Regions from separate parts of the Zea mays genome. Here region 1 is linked to region 2. The links are chromatin contacts, called in public Hi-C maps. All regions are on one chromosome and are shown on one strand. The core of a region is the stretch at or near the end of the contact, and the rest is flanking DNA. Distances in the headings are between cores, read along the strand shown.

Evidence for each region. A called contact is a pair of places that touch in the nucleus more often than the background predicts.
Region 1: a contact with region 2 is called in a Hi-C map of leaf, with 4 times the contacts expected there. The contact joins the enhancer-like site here to the promoter of LOC100277066 in region 2. A contact is called at or near these places in 6 of 25 Hi-C or Micro-C datasets (bundle sheath, ear, leaf and 1 more).

The regions. Positions count from the first base shown.
Region 1 is chr4:58,439,184-58,442,739 of Zm-B73-REFERENCE-NAM-5.0, reverse strand. It overlaps LOC103653283 (a long non-coding RNA gene), which reads right to left. Exons shown (of 3, transcript XR_565377.2): 2 at 2,591-2,645; 3 at 1,908-2,504. Among protein-coding and RNA genes, the nearest start is that of LOC103653283, 4.7 kb to the right of the region's middle. Within about 2 kb of position 2,224, at least 9 of the 20 cell types and tissues checked have an H3K27ac peak or open chromatin away from gene starts, as enhancers often do. A contact at or near this core is called in ear, leaf and tassel, where this site is marked.
Region 2 is chr4:58,331,594-58,335,701 of Zm-B73-REFERENCE-NAM-5.0, reverse strand. It overlaps LOC100277066, which reads right to left and starts at 2,084. Exons shown (of 1, transcript NM_001150733.2): 1 at 321-2,084. The coding sequence starts at 2,035. The coding sequence ends at 665.

The sequences.
Region 1 (3,556 bases), core at 975-3,474, 110 kb before region 2:
ATTCTTTTAATGGAGGAAACATAGAGAACATTGCCGAAGACAGCCTAAAGCTCAGCGTTTGGTGACAGCTGCTGACCTGCAGTTTGTTCAATCATTGCTTGCTGCTGGCCAGCAATCCCCGTCTTGCTTGGATCAGTTGCCGCTGCAACCAAATGGTTTTGTCGTCTGCCGAGCATCAATCACAGGTGGCTACGACGGGGTAAGGGAATGGGTTACCTATCGTGCAACAGGTGATGCAGCACCCCCTTGCTACAGCAGGGCTTGGTGGCTTGGTGCATCGTTTGCTGATGCGCGGTTGGACCACCTACATTGTCCGCCTGGTGCAGCTAACAAACAGGGTACTGGTGTTGAAAGGGTATCTTCAACGTTGAGGTCTGGCCCCTATGTGGGATCGACTCAGGCTAACCTCTCAAACACTCTTGGTACGTCTACGGCGTAGTATTTGCCTAAATTCTATTTTATCTGCTGATGGTTTCTCTGTAGCAGATGAACAAATGGTTTCTAAAGCAATGAAAAGAGATGCGTTGAGAAATCTAGACGGGCCTTCGGAGCAGTTGCCGGTTGAGGGCCATGTTGGATATCCTTTCTCGCCTACTTCATCACCTTGTGCCTCAAATATGGGTACGTTGAACTCTAATCCATTGTCGATTAATGGCATGTCAATTGATAGATGCACCAGAAATCTTATTAGTCTTGGGATCAAGTTAGGGGTATTGATAAAATAGTTAATCTATCTATTAATGCTCTAAAATGTATTGAGGTTGATAGAAGCACTGTAACTCCTTCAAAATCTTTGAAACTAGCAGAAAAACTAAAAATAAGATCTCTCTCTTGACAGTGATAATCAGGATACTGTTATGGACAATACCCTAGTTGATCACTTGTTAAAGGATATAACATATGTAAGCTTTGATGACTTGGAACTTGACACAAGAATTTGTGACCTTATAGTTACCAGTCGCAAATCAAAGTCCAGTTTAAGAAAAAAATAAAGCCTTTAAAATAAATAATCTAGTTTTCTAACGAAAGGATTTTTTTTGAAATAGTAGAGGTCTAGCGGACTTGGCTAAATATCGTTTCATTGATGAAGCCATTAAAGAATATGATTTGAACTTTGTGGCTATCATGGAAACTGGGAAGCATGACATGTCAAAAACAAGCCTCGCTCGCCTTTCAGGGGACAAGGATTTTATTTGGCATTGTCTTCCCCGCGAGGGAGATCTGGTGGAATTTTATTGGGTGTTAATGCTACTGTGCTTGACTTGTCTCTAATTGTGGAAGGGGGATTTTATATTAAATTTCATATTTACGATAAGGTAGATAAATTCAAATGGATTCTTATGGCAGTTTATGGTCTAGCTCAGGATGAATTCAAAATAGTCTTCTTATCTGAGCTAGTCAGAGCTTGTCAACAAAATCCATTGCCCATGCTAATAGGTGGTGACTTTAATATTCTAAGGAATAGCAAGGAGAAGAACAACGATAGATGATAGATTCAATGGTCGATAGCCTTTCTTGTTCAATGTTGTTATAGATAGCTTTGACCTTTGGGAAATTGATTTGATGGGACGTCAATTCACTTGGGCCAATTCCCTTCCCATTCCAACCTATGACAAATTAGACCGCATTCTAATGTCTTCAGATTGGGAATCCAAATATCCTTTTGTTTCTGTTAAGGCCCTAGATCGTGGGGTCTCGGATCATACCCCCTTCTATTAGACACTGGTTCTCCAGCTTACACAAGAAACAAAAAGACAATTCAAAGTAGAACTAAGCTGGTTCCTACGTGATGATTTCTATATAGTCTTGTCATAGGAATTTGGAGCAAGCCAATGAAAGGCCGCAACTCAGTTCAAAGGTGGAATAACAAGATGAGCGCCCTCCGTAGGCATCTGATAGGCTGGGATTGGCACAATAATGGATTCCATAAACATCAAAAAAAAAATCTTTACAAGACACTATTATTGAATTGGACATCGCTGCTGAAAATAAGCAAACACTTGCATAATTAAAAAAACCCACCATGATTCTGCATGCATGCAGCAGAGACCAGAAGATGCACGCACCAGGAATCCATGAGTAACTGCTAGCTCCAAATGCATCATGATTGCAGATCGAACACGCGACTTTTCATGATTCAGACAAAGCGGGACGTACCAAATCCATGAGTAACTGCTCCAGATGCACCGAAAGCTTTCGTCAGACAAAGCCCAGGCTGCCGAAACCTTCGTATGGGCCAGGCTGAACTTGTTTTGGGCCAGCCTGGAGAGGAGCTGTTCAAGTCTCGTCTCGTCATGACAGCATATTGATTTTTCTGACGGAAGCTCCATTTCAGACCGCAAGACACAAGAAACCTACAGCTTGTTCGCTGCGGCTTGCTGCGGCTGCAATCCGGCTGCGGCTGCGGCTTCTACAGTATTTTTCTCTCTATGGATTGCAGCTGCAGCAGTCCAAACAGCTGCAACAGTGTCGGCTTGCAGCCAACCGAACACGCCCCTAAACTCCTGTTGTATAAGACAAGAGGGGAAAAAACGTTAGCGGAGACCAATCCGAGTGGTGTTCGGGTAGACTAGACTAAAATTTAGCCTACCTTTTGAACGCCAAATAGAAGGGAAGGAAACTGGTGTCACCGTTCCGTTTCTGCTCTGCAGTAGACTAATATGTATCACCGAATGACAAAATCGCGGTATTATTAATGCAGCGACTCAACCAGATTTATAAGAAATAAAGTACGAAAACCAATTGCATGACAATGATTTAACACATTTGAACCTTTATAAACCTAGGGGTCCGATCAGTGGCGGATCCAGGATTGGATCAAAGTAGGGGCTATATGTTAAAATATGTTTGACGGAGCCACTAGTGGCTATCTTGGGGGTGAGTGCCACGACGACGTCGTCGCAGGCCTGATGTCCTAGCATGTTGCAGCAGGTCTGTCATGGTGCTGCTTGCAGCAGGGGCGAAGCCAGGATCCAAAATTACGGGGACCAAATTAGAATAAGGGGGTTGTTAGAAGCATTTTTTGTACTATTTACATGAGAATTAGCTAAAAACTAACATGTCCTATAGAATTAGGGGAGCATTAGGGGGGCATTGCTCCCGTGTCCCCCCTGTCGTCGCCCCTGGCTTGTGCCCCTTGCGTTGGGTACATGCGCGCTGCTAACTGTTAGATGTGCATTGGCCGTGCGCGCTAGCTCATGAATACGTCATGTGTGGTGGCGTGGATTTACACTGCTGAAGCATGGACGGGATCCAGCGTGGATGCGCGCGCTACCACCTAGCGTGCTGGTGGCACAGATAGAGGCCAAATACATGTGCTGAATGACACGATTAGAAAGAAGGTTGTGGCCTATCTTAGTTAACCTTTATAGGCTGTATTTATGTTATAATATACTCACACGTTTCAAAATAGTTGTCCTTTTAGCTCTTTGTTTTTATGTCTATATTCAAATGGATGATGATGAATCTAGACATATATATAAAACACATGCATCAATCAAAAATTATATAAACCTACTAATTTCCTAAAATGATGACTACTATTTTAAAATAGATG
Region 2 (4,108 bases), core at 835-3,334:
TTCACCGTTCCGAGAGAACCGAACGCCCCCTTAATGGACTTTAGTCCTAAACGGGGTCTTAGTAGCCCCTCTTCTGATGTAATCCTGGATCAACCACTGCTCACATCCAACAGATCAGATCTAGCAAGCCAGAAACACGGCATACAAAGACAGCACCGTGATATACAGATCATCAAGCGCAAATAACTATGAACACATCATATTACATTTCCCAGTCGCGAGTCTTGTTAGAAGAACCTAACAAGCACCAAGCTTGCATCCAGTTCATCCAGTTGAGAGGTAACAAATATCAAGCTGGATTAAACCCTGATGAAATGGCGATGTTCATATTTACAGATGCAGTAAATGGAAAATAGAAACAGATAATTAAGCCAATGAAGTAACTAACATTAAGCAGAAACATAGGGATGGCATGACAAATAGACATAAGTTAGCACCTAAGCACATAGAGCATAAATATTTCAGGAACGACAACAAGCAGCCGTCATAACTCCTTGATCTAGGTCTAGTTGGGGTCAAAGACATATCATATCCTTCACAACAAAATTAGACACACCCAACCATATGTCCATAACACTGCAATTCCAGGCAACTGGAAGACTTAGGTCGCCCTTTTTGAGCAACACCTTACCAATACCGGACACAATCCAAAACCACCAGCACATCAATATGCACCCTCCAGAGCATCAAGCACCAACCCCACTGTCTCCTTCATCAGGTCCATCCGACGCAGCTGCTGCCTGATCTCTAACATTCTGAACTTCCTGAGCTTCTCCTCCACCGCTCCTGCCTTTGATTTTTCAAGTACACCAAATGCCTTCCTGAATATAGGTCCACTCGGATGCTCCTTCGAAAGCTCCTCAACAGCCTCCCACAGGTATGGGTACATTTGTTTTCCCTTCTCAGCATCATCTCTCCCACTGCCATCACCATGGCAAGCCCTACCTGCAGTGACAATTGCATTACCATTGCCATTTTCAAATGTCAATGCCCTTGGTTTCTTGCCTGTGCGACCACGGAGTCCCCATCCATTTTCTATATCCTCATCACTCTCCTCTATCTCCTGCTCTTCATTGCTCTCTTCTGCATCTTCAGTGTCCTCGTGTGACACACGAGATCCTCGTACTAGTAGTAGACTTTTCAATCCCCAAACTTTCTTGCTAAGTTGATAGACATCGCGATCATGTTTGGTTGGCAAATCAGGATCCCGTCCATTCTTTGAACGAGTGAGCAGCAACTTGTACTTGTGCTTGAGGCGCCTGACCTTATCACTAAGCTGAGCCGTAGAAGCATTAGCAGTGAGTTGATGAATAATCTGGCTGTGTACCTTGCTCGTGTCCTGAATGGACGCAGGAAGCCGACCTTTTTTGGCACGGAACTCAATGAGAGCACTCAGTATGGTCACCTCGTCTTCAGGACTCCAAACCCGGGGCGGCCGCTTCTGGTGCTCCGGGGAGTGGGGGCTGGGGCGGCGCTTGGAACGACGTTGGGAAGATCCCGCGGCGGCGCGCGAGGGCACATCCATCGGGCGCGTGCTGACGGGTTTGACGTTGGAGGTCCCGATGTGCGAGGCACGGTGCGCAATAGCCAAAGGCGAGGCGTCGCCGGCGTCATCGGAGGCGGCGGCCGCGGCCGTGGTGGAGTTGTCGGAGTCGGAGTCAGAGTGGAGGTGAAGGGTGCGCTCGCGGTTGCGCCTCGGCGACGGAGAGCGCCCGGCGACGTCAGCGTCCGAGTTGGAGTGGAAGCTCGGGGAACGTTCGCCGAGAAGCCTCGAGGAACGGGCGCCGCGGCCGGCGCCGGCGCCGGCGTCGGCGTCGGAGTCCGCATCGGAGTCGAGGTGGTCGCGGGGGGAACGCTCACGGTTGGTGTCGGAAGCGGCGGCGCTAGGGCCGAGGTTGGGCCGAGGGGACTCGGATCGGGAGCGGGACGGGGAGACTCGGCGGCGGTGGCTGTTGCGGGCCGCGCCCGCTTCGCCGTCGGAGGCGTCGGACGCCGACCCCAGGCTGGCGGCGGCGGCCGAGCGCTTGAGGGCCATGCCGGCAAGTGTGGATTGGAGTTAGTTTAGGGTTTTGGATTTCAATCCCACTACGGGATTGCTCCGCCTCGCCAATATGGCTGTTGGCATGTTGCTCTGTTGCGATGGCTGTGGCCTGTGGGAGAGCTGGGCGGGTGGATCCCCTGGGCGGTGGCATGTTCGGTTGCGGAAGTGTTCACTGGAGAGAGAAAAAAAATTGCACAATTATATATTTTAACTATATCTTTTACCTACGCATAGTGGAGTTAGTCTATTCAAATCATATATTGTACCTCTTTTTCTCTTGTTCTTTTCCTAAGTAGAGAATCTAGGGGAGTATATCTTCTTTTAGATCTAGTTTGAGAGTCCAAAACCCGGAGAGGATTAGAGGGGTTAAAATTCACTTCTTATTCAAAATTGAATACGAGGAAATTTTATCCCCTCCAATCCACTCCGGTTTTGTGGTTACCAAACTAGCTCTTATGGTAAAAAAAATGAGAGTATATTTTTTAAAGGGGGAGAACACTTTTTTAAGGAGTAATCTTTTAGAGGACAAGTTTTATTTGCTTCCTAAATGCTTTTAATCTCTTCCTTTTCGATGCTTGATTCCAAAGGGGAGAATTTTTAGAGACCAAAGCAATTCAAAATATATCAAACACCAAATACCACCCAATCACTCAATTTAAAATTTTAAAATCTTAAACTTGCAAATGGTTTTGTTTCTACAAGTGTTTTTGTTCTAAAATAGGAATTACGTGGATTGTGGAGTTAGGGTGAGGCTTAAGTCCATAATCTCACTTTGTGGGAACATTCATGCATCCTAGCATCTAGATTGCATATTTTCATCAAAGTATTTGTTATATTTGCTTGCTTGGTTGTGTTGTCATCAATCACCAAAAAGGGGGAGATTGTAAGGAAAATGGACACCGGCCCATTTGTCTAAAGGATTTTGGTGTTTGATAATCAACATAACCTTGTGAACTAATATGTTTGGTAATGTTTGTGTTTGTAGTTCACAGGATGCGAAGAGGATTGGACTAAGGCTATGAGGATGCAACACCTCAAAATAAGACCTAAAAGATCCGTAGAAGTCCAAGACTCGAGAACGAAAGAAGCCCAAGGAAACAACGAAAAAATCCAAGAAGAGGGCAGTCAGCCAGCGCTATGGTGGCGCACCGAACAGTGAACAGTACCTGCCCGGTGTGCACCGGACTGTTCGGTGTGTGACCGGATAGTCTGAGCAGAGAGGCCCGCAACCAGTGACTCTCGGGCGTTGTAGCATCGGACTATCCGGTGTGCACTGGACAGTCTGCAACGGTCGGATCCAATGGTCGACTGCTACAGACATCAACGGTCGGCTGACGTGGCCAGGGCATCAGGCATGTTCGGTGTGCACCGGACTGTCCGATGCACCCGACGATAGACGCAGCAGCCTTTCTGACCAATGGTTATAATTCAAGGGGAAGCTATATATACCCCTCCAACCGGCCATTTGAAAGTGTAGGAGCCCAAGCAACATACCAAGACATATTGTAGATATTTCTAAGTGCTCAAACGCACAAGTGCTTAGTAGAATCACGAAGTGATTAGCGTAGGTGCTTTACAAAGTGTTTAGGTTAGTTTGACCGCTTATACGCTTGCTCCAGGTGAATCCTAGTTCGTCGAGTGAGTTTAGAAAAACTAAACAACCCCTCGACTCTGACATGAGCCATTGTATTTGTACTGCGGTTGTCTTTTCCCATGCCCAGTGCGCGGTTATCTTTTCACGTATGGAATAGCCAGGTTCAAGCTTATTTTGTCCCATACTAGGGCATGTAGCCAGTTAAGATAGTGTCACACCTGAATTTAAGGGATAAAGCCGGGTGTGTCTCATATGTGCGCCAAAGAAGAACATCACATATAATGATAAAGTGTATAGAGATAAATGTTACAAGTATCGTTATTACATATCGGAAGTCTTACAAAAACAGATGATAACAATAAAACAAACTAAATAATTATTCCTTGGCGCTGTCAAGCTGACTGGGAGACACCACCTAGATAAGCTCGTACTCTTTATTGTAGGGCTCCTCCAGGACCACATGTTCTTCTCCT